Regions from separate parts of the Sorghum bicolor genome. Here region 2 is linked to region 1. The links are chromatin contacts, called in public HiCAR-type maps. All regions are on one chromosome and are shown on one strand. Each heading gives the region's core, a stretch centred on a gene start, on an enhancer-like site or on the middle of the called end of the contact. The rest is flanking DNA. Distances are from core to core; before and after follow the strand shown.

Region 1 (4,514 bases), core at 243-2,742:
AAAAGCCATAACTGGAAATATTATTCGCTAAGCTTATCAGCCGAATCTATCAGCTATTCAGCAGCGTTTTTCTCTCATAAAAATCAGCAACAATATTTTTTGCCATAACTTATAAACCAAACGAACGCAGCGTTTGACCACCATAGGACGCTTGGAGTTCCACTCTCGAACTTTCACAATTTTGCTTGTCACGTGTGAGGGACCTACGCTCCGTATGCTACAGTTATAGGGTATGCCAAACGATATATATGTGTTTGTGTTTAGATTTTTTTAAGTTCAACTAGATTTATAGAAAATATATTATCAATATTTATGTTAGTAAATACATTTATTATGAAAATATATTAATGATTTATCTAATGGTAGTAATTGTATACCATAAATATTAATGTTTTATTATATACATTTGGTAAAAAAATAAAAAAAAACTGATTTTCTCAAGAAGTGGTAAGGACACTATATGGAACAGAGAGAATAGCAATTTAGATTGCTCATTTTGAATGTCATGTGGTCAAAATTTGTTGTCCGATAGATATGCGTCTTTTAGGACAGCAACCAAACAAATCATAATTACAACCGAGCATCAAGACTTAAAAAATAATAAAATTCAACCTATTGCTTTTCAATATCAGCATACATATTTTATTATCAACTATAATCAAATTGGTGCCCCATGAAATTATCATTTATCTTAAGGAGATATACTTCAGGTCTCCCTTTATCTCAAAATAATTCTCCATCTCGTATTTCTAAGAGTTTTAAAAAAAATTCTAACTTTGGCTAAATATATAATTTTAGTAAATTTATTTGAAGATAGAAATTTTAACATTATTTCTATAAATCTAATTAAAATTGAGATTAGCTGTAGAGATTTATTTTAGAAACGAGATGTAGAGATTTATTTTAGAAAGGAGGAAGTAGGAGGTACATTCACACAAACGTGCGGCACGGACGTGTGGCTCATGGAACTTGTCACGTCCCACCATGTTGAGACGTCCATGCGTTAGTCTCAAAGTAGTGTTACATCAAATTTTACGGCACATATATTAAACATTAAATATAAATAAAAATAATCTTTAATTTGTAAAACGAATTTTTTGAGTCTAGTTAATCTATGATTACACAATACTTGTCAAATAAAAATGAAAGCGCTATTATTTCTATTTTGCAAAGTTTTTTAAAGTAAACAAGGCACTAGCTTAAGGCCTCGTTTAGATCTAGTTTTTTTTATTTTGATACTATAATATTTTCGTTTTTATTTGACAAACATTGTCCAATCATGGAGTAACTAGGTTTAAGAGATTCGTCTCGTAATTTACAGATAAACTATGCAATTAATTTTTATTTTTATCTATATTTAATGTTTTATGCACGTGCCGTAAGATTTGATGTGACGATAAATCTTGAAAAGTTTTTGATTTTTGGATGAACTAAACAAGTCCTAAACCATCAAAATAAGATCATCATCAGAAATCAGAAATATAAATTCAATCAAAAAATTGGCAAGGAAAAAGCCAAAAGCACCCCAAATTTGGCAGGCAGCAGAGCACATCCATCTGCACGTCTCCCCCTTCCTTCCACGGCGCGGCAGTCCGGTCGTGGCACCTACCGGCTCACCGCCCCTTTCCTCCGCTTCCGCTTCGTGTCTCGCCCGCACTCCCAAACACCAAGCCAAACCATCCATATATACCCCGCGAGGAATCTATGACCGGCGAGGAGGAGGAGGAGCAGGAGCACGGCGGCCACGGGTACGTCAGGATGCCGCCGGAGCCGCCCGAGCCGGAGGGGTTGGGCGCCGCGTCGTCGGCGTCGTTCCGCCTGCCGGAGTCGGCGCGGGTGTTCGACGAGCTGCCGCGGGCCAGGATCGTCGGGGTCTCGCGCCCCGACGCCGGGGACATCACGCCCATGCTGCTCTCCTACACCATCGAGGTCCACTACAAGCAGGTCCGTCCCCGGGCGCCGCCACCTCTTCCCACCTCCGGATTCGTCTGGCCTTGCTAGCTCCTCTGGTTGGGTGGGCAGCGCAGTAGTGCCTGGCATTTGGTGGTTTAGAATTGCTGCGTGGATTGGGCGTCTGGGTGATTTGTTCCCCCGATGGGCTCCGACTACATTTTTCTAGGTGATCTCAGAAGCTTCGATTATCCCTTGACTTGAGGTGCCGACAACTGAGTTGCTCATTCGATTCGGGTTCTGTGAGTGAGTGGCTTGTGGTTCAATTCGGGCGTGCAGCGTGCTGCTCTGATGTCGATGCGAATATGGAAGTGTGTATACTTTATTTATATATAATAAAGGTAGCCTTTGTTGAATTCCTATTCCTTTTTCACAAAAAACTTATTGGGCTTACTGTGGAGGAAAATGATACCTCTTATGTGCTTTGGGTTGCAATGTTGTCAGTGCGTGACTCAATGATTGCATGAGTTCCGTCTGGGATTTTCCATTCGATGCAAAAAGCTGGTGAACATTTCGCCTCTGCCAATGTTCAGTGTGCTGATGTCCTTTAGCAATTTGAGCTTCTTGCTACTCCTTCAAAAGTCCATTATCTTTTCGTTGGGTACAAGTGGTTGAGGTGATCATTGTATACCATTCAATAATAATTAACATAGGAGATTAGGACTTTGTATGGCCCACTATCATTAAACTTCTTTTAAAGAAAAGGGTAACCCGTAGGTTTCAGTAAAATCAACTGCCATTAAACATTTCTTATATTTGGTGCTTTGTGCGTGCACTGGGAAACAGAAAAAGTATATGCTTACATGGAACTCAGGTAGTTTTTGTTTTGTCTCTTTTGCTTTCAAAGGGTCTCTCTTTTTTTTTGGTGGGTGGGTGGGTTAATATTAGAGTGCAATCTGGTGGCAAATGTATGAGACATTCAGTGTGATGTACTGATGTCATTAGATGACTGGGTGAAGTGACGGGTGGACACAGAGAACAAAATGCGAACTGGGGTGCTGCTGCCAATCAACCAAGGAAAAAGATTGATGTGATATGTCCCCTTGTGGTTGCATCGAGTGAAGGCAAAATTGAATAGTCTTGCATCAGTTGATGTAGCATAGCATGGTACATTGCTGTCTTGTTGATGAATAGTGTGAAAACCGGCCTTGTTTACTTTCAAAAAATTTTGCAAAATAGGAATAGTAGCACTTTCGTTTGTATTTGACAAATATTGTCCAATTATAGACTAACTAGGCTCAAAAGATTCGTCTCGTCAATTCCGACCAAACTGTGCAATTAGTTTTTATTTTCATCTATATTTAATACTCCATGCATACGTCTAAAGATTCGATGTGACGGGGAATCTGAAAAATTTTGCAAAATTTTTGAGGAACTAAACAAGGACCACTGGAATATTTGGGATTGCTTTGGTTAACGTTCATTTATTGAATTTCTAGCCTATGCAATTCCCCAAAATATGAAGTCTGAAATCCATTAAAATAATGTTCACTAGTTCTTCTCTCAGTTTAGGTGGCTTCTATATAAGAAGGCTTCACAAGTTCTATATCTACATTTTGCATTGAAGAGACGTGCATTTCTTGAAGAATTTCATGAGAAACAGGAACAGGTTGGTTACATAATCTTTATGATTATTTTGAGCTGTGCTTGAATATACTTATTCTTTCTGGTTAACCACTAAATGCATTGGTTACAGCACATTGCAAATATATTCCATATAGTGCACCTTTTTTCTTGACAAAAGGAGTTGCTTCTCATTACATTTTGCATTTCACTATGTTTTCTGTCATTTTCACTTGCTTGAGCCAGCACATGCATTTTACTTTGAGAGCTGTTTGGGGTTTTATCCCCCTAATATAGCAGCGCCTTCTAAATGAGTGATTTTGCTGACCTGATTATATCCGTTTCTTTGACTGGCAACTCTACTTGGCATAACAATTACTTTGTGTGGAAGCTTCATTTTCAGTCATGAAGAACTGAACTAATCTCCATTGTTTAATTAAAGGTCAAAGAATGGCTTCAAAATTTGGGGATCGGGGAGCATATGCCAGCAGTTGTACATGATGATGATGAAGCCGATGATGTGCATGTTCCTTCACAGCATGATGAACACTCTGCCAAAAACAGGTAAAGTGGTGGCTTGTTAACAATGTTCCTTATTGAACTAAAAGGAAAATGGAACTTCAGCAACGAAATCTTGTAAACAATTTTGATGTACTTGAAGCAGTTGCCTTCCCACATATCCATGTGCATGTAGTAATAAACATACTTAAACTTTGGCTGCAGAAATGTTCCTTCAAGTGCTGTTTTACCTGTTATTCGGCCTGCCCTTGGTCGTCAGCAATCAATTTCTGATCGTGCAAAGGCTGCCATGCAAGAATACTTGAACCATTTCTTGGGAAACTTGGATATTGTCAACTCAAGGGAGGTAACAAAAGCCTGTTTCCAGTAAAAAAAAAATCATATTAGTTTTAATGAAAATTTGTAAATATAACCAAAGTATTGTGCACGTGTCCATTAGAGTGGATCTCCTGTTTCTCATTTTCTTTTAGACTGTAACATCT
Region 2 (4,266 bases), core at 1,574-4,073, 140 kb before region 1:
CACGACAGGGGGGACCTAAAGGAGCTACGCTTGCGCTTCTGATTAGTCTCAGACGCACATGTTCTTGTAGTCTTCACTTGTTGGCTATCAGGTGTAACCTGGGAAGTTCTTGATATATCAGGTGTGACCTGGGAAGTTTTTGTAGACTTAGATTTTCTGTTTGCCTTAATAATATCCTTCTTCGACATCTCACTTACACACGACAGGGAGGACTTGAAGCAGCTACGCTTGCGCTTCTGATTAGTCTCAGATGCACATGTTCTTGTAGTCTTCACTTCTTGCCTATCAGGTGTGACCTGGGAAATTCTTGATATATCAGGTGTGACCTGGCAAGTTCTTGTAGACTTAGATTTTCTGTTTGCCTTATGAATATCCTTCTTCGACATCTTACTAGTGTCTGATTGATCATCTTCATTTTTATCAGTTTGAAGACCTTTATCCTTGACCAAGGAGCGCATTTTTTGCAGCTCATCCTCAAGAATTGACATCCTCTCTTTGGCATTTGTCACCTCAACTTGTAGTCTAATGATTTCATCATCCTTCTTTTGGGATGCCACTTGCAGCCCATCTACATTCTGCAGAAGCTTTTGTGCTTGCTTCACCTCTATGTTCTTGCTCTTAATGGCCCCTCTGTAATCTTCTTCCATTGTCTTAAGCTGGTTACACACAAAATTCTTTTTCGCTTGTAATGCTGAAATTTCCTTGTCCTTCTCTGACCTCAGGATCTTGTAAGCTTTCTTTAGTTTCCTTACCTCTTCCCTAATATCTTTCCCACTTTTCTGGTGATCTGAATTGTCGGTACAAATCTCCATCTGACTTTCAAACTTCTTCAGTTTTTCCTGGCATTATGAGAGAAGGTGAAAAATCGGTGAGATGGACAATATGAAATCCACAATGGTCCAGGCAAACTAAACTCATGTATTTGTAACTACCTTTAGCTCAGTATTTTCAGCAGTCAAATTCAAAATACAACTTTTGAAGTCCTCCAAATCATTCTCAGCAAGTTCTGGTTTGAGCACACAAGGGAAGGTTTGACTTTAACTTCCAAAATAATAAGTTAGAATCTCAAAATGCAACATGGAGATGCAGTGAACAACTGAATATACAAGGTGCCAAACATATACTTTGTCTTCTAAACAGCTGTAAACCATATGGAAAATGCTGCAAATCCAACTGGTTCAACACAGCTGTAAAGCCCAATTACTCCCTCCATTCCTATTTATCTGGCATACGAGGCTATATACCAGATACCAAGGAGGCTATAGAGGCACGCACACTTATTTACTGCCGTGCTTCGCTGCGCCTAGAATACCATCATACCGCCGGCAGCTAAATCGTTTTTTATTCAGGTGGAGCAATCAGCAAGTGTCTAGAAGGGCACGGACATGAGAGTATACACTAGCTAGCGCAGCGGTTCAGCTGCATGCATGCAGCATGCGTCGCCGGAGTAATGATCATATACCTTGGTACTACCGCCCGCCAGGTATTGTGACCGATTTAAAAAACGCTCGTACGCCAGATAAATCGGATCGGAGGGAGTAGGTGGGAAAAATAACCAACATTCAAGTTCTTGATAAAGAAACTATTTTGTTGTACAAGTCTAGGCTGCTGTAAGATCCAAAAGTAAATAAAATAATGCACATGGCATAGTCAATAACATTTGGAATCTCAAACCGCAACGTGGAGATGTAGCTACCATAAGGTGCCAACTTCTAGTGTGGTGACTGTTTTACACCAATGTAATCTTAAGAAGTTAAGAGACAACTCTAAGCTACACAATACACAGCAGAAACAAATAGAGATGAAGCTTTTTCATTCTTATTCTATAGTAGCAGCAAAAGTAGGCTAAGGAAGGGCAGGTGCCCACGAAGGGCCATAGAAAGCATAATGAAATTGGCACAGATATGTACTATATACCTAAAGAGGACAAACTAACTTCAGTAATCGAGAGAGTGCAATCAGGCACAGAAAAGAACTAACTGTCACTACAAGAGAGCTCCTATCATAAAGAACGAATATGAAAGGGATATGAAATGGAACCCACGAAGCTAAGGCAATGTTTGGTTTCAGTATACAATGGCCGTGGCAGTAGCAGCCACGGTAGCAGCGAGAATCAATCAAGTATTTCAAACGCACACAAGTATCAAGATAACGATGAAACCCAAAGAGGAACAGTCGAAGCTTTGGTTCCTCTCCTTCCTTACCTGCGAGCTTCTGGTAGCAGTGAATCTGAAGCTCCTTGCCGCCAAGACACGCCGCCGTCTCAGCCTCAACGGCCCTCTTTCGGACCTCCTCGTGCTTACAGATCTGGAAGTAGAGATGGCGCAAAAAAAAAAGGAAAAAAAAGAAAGAAAACCTAGCGCGCGTCAGCGGCGGCGGAGAGCTGGCCTTCCCCGAATCCAATCGCAAAGAGAAACAACCCGCGGACAGGGACCCGAATCGTTCGTACCTGCTGGAGGCGGGCCTGGGAGATCTCCTCGCGCTCGCGGAGGCCGCTCTGCAGGAACTGGAGCTCGGTGATGAGGTGCTCGCGCTCGACGGAGAGCTCCTCGGCCTGCGCGTACGCCTGGCGCAGCATCTTCACGAGGCGGTCGTACGTGCGGCGCCACGCGGGCAGGTAGACCTGGGCCGGAGTGGGCGCGGGCGCCAGCGCCGGTGCCGGCACCAGCGCGCCGGCGTCGCCTCTGGCCATGGAATCCGCTAGAATCGGAGAGCAGAGGGAGGCGGGCGGAGCCGCGGAAGGGACGGCCGCCGCTTGGGGTTTCCTGTGGAGGTGCGGTTTGCGCCGCGAGGAGGAGAGCGGTGGCGGCGTGGAGCGGAGGGGAGATGACCGTTGGATGTGGGGGCCCGGGGACGAGGAATCGAGATCGGGTCGCTATTTTGGTGGGCCCCACCTGACAATCACGGAATTTGAACAGGAATGGGCCCGGTTTTGCCAGACAGCCAGGGAGCGGGGGACCGGGGGTCATAGGCTTCTTGGATTTGGATGACCTAATTTTTTACTTCTTAGCTCTTTTTTTGAAAAAATTTAGCTACGCCAAGTTCTTGACAGAAACTAGCAGCTACTCCAAAATTTTCCACACTGCTTTCTGAAAACACAAAACATTTCTTAGGCTTGTTTAAATCACCCCAAAATTCAAAACCTTTTCAAGATTCCACATCACATCGAATCTTACGGCACATGCATGAAGCACTAAATATAGACAAGAACAAAAACTAATTGCACAATTTGTCTGTAATTTACGAAACAAATCTTTTGAGCCTACTTATAGTCTATAGTTGGATAATAATTGTCAAATACAAACGAAAGTGCTACACTATCAAAAACTTTTCAGAACTAAACAATGTCTTAGCTTCCAAACACTGTTTTATGAATAATGTAATTCTTATTGCTAAGACATACTCCCTCTGCCCACAAAATAATATAATCTTCGCATTTCAAGAAACCAAATGCTTTCAAATTTAACCAAATTTATACAAGAAAAATACTAACATTTGTGATACAACATAGATATCATTAGATTCATTATGAAATATACTTTCATAATAAACTAATTTGGAGACATAAATATGAATACTATTTACTGTAAACTTAATTAAACTTTACCGTAGTTGCATTTTTTTATGGACAGAGTACTTATTCACAACAAGGCATTTAAAAATAGTAGGGATGCACTTACTCCTTTTCACTAGAGGAAAAGACAACTTTCATCAACCTCCCTTCCTTTGTTGTTTTTATACAGGCCAGGACTCAGGACCTTGTTTTATGTAAGAAACCACATAGAAAATGTACCTTAGGTGCCACCTTGAAAGACCAAACAACAGGAATGAACACGGGACAATATCCATACAATATACAATAATAACTCTGTAGATCACATTAGAAGAAAACTGCAAATTGCAGACTACAGGTACAAGAGCGTAGTCTTATTCCTTAGTGGTGCGCCCTTCATACCTGAACATTCTTGTGCTAATCATACAGGCGTGTGAACTAAATCTATAGTCTATAGTCACCAAAGTTCAGTCTAATAGTACAAGTTACGACAGTGTGAGCCAAGTACATTGCCTCAGCTATAGTACAGGAAAACAGATCAGAAGCTCAGCTCATTGGTGAACACCTTGGTCAGCTTCTGAGACGGGCTCAGGCTTCCGCCTCGGCTGATCCGGAGTGACTCGATTGATTTCTGGATCTCCATGGTCATGGCGCTGTCTACACTGCCTGCAGAGAGCCGCTTGTGTGCCTTTTGCAGGTGAAGCTTGAGCGAA

Evidence for each region. HiCAR-type assays count read pairs that join an accessible place to other places.
Region 2: a contact with region 1 is called in a HiCAR-type map of leaf, with 4 times the contacts expected there. The contact joins the promoter of LOC8060343 here to the promoter of LOC8060338 in region 1. A contact is called at or near these places in 2 of 4 Hi-C or Micro-C datasets (both in leaf) and 1 of 1 datasets of contacts at active chromatin or transcription factors (leaf).

Annotation. Positions count from the first base shown.
Region 1 is chr3:15,203,191-15,207,704 of Sorghum_bicolor_NCBIv3, reverse strand. It overlaps LOC8060338 (phospholipase D zeta 1), which reads left to right and starts at 1,492. Exons shown (of 20, transcript XM_021456955.1): 1 at 1,492-1,944; 2 at 3,458-3,559; 3 at 3,956-4,077; 4 at 4,237-4,378. The coding sequence starts at 1,705.
Region 2 is chr3:15,347,336-15,351,601 of Sorghum_bicolor_NCBIv3, reverse strand. LOC8060343 reads right to left here and starts at 2,823. Exons shown (of 5, transcript XR_002451707.1): 1 at 2,450-2,823; 2 at 2,205-2,307; 3 at 933-1,006; 4 at 1-839. LOC8060342 (dual specificity protein phosphatase PHS1) reads right to left here. Exons shown (of 11, transcript XM_002455488.2): 11 at 3,807-4,266. The coding sequence ends at 4,092.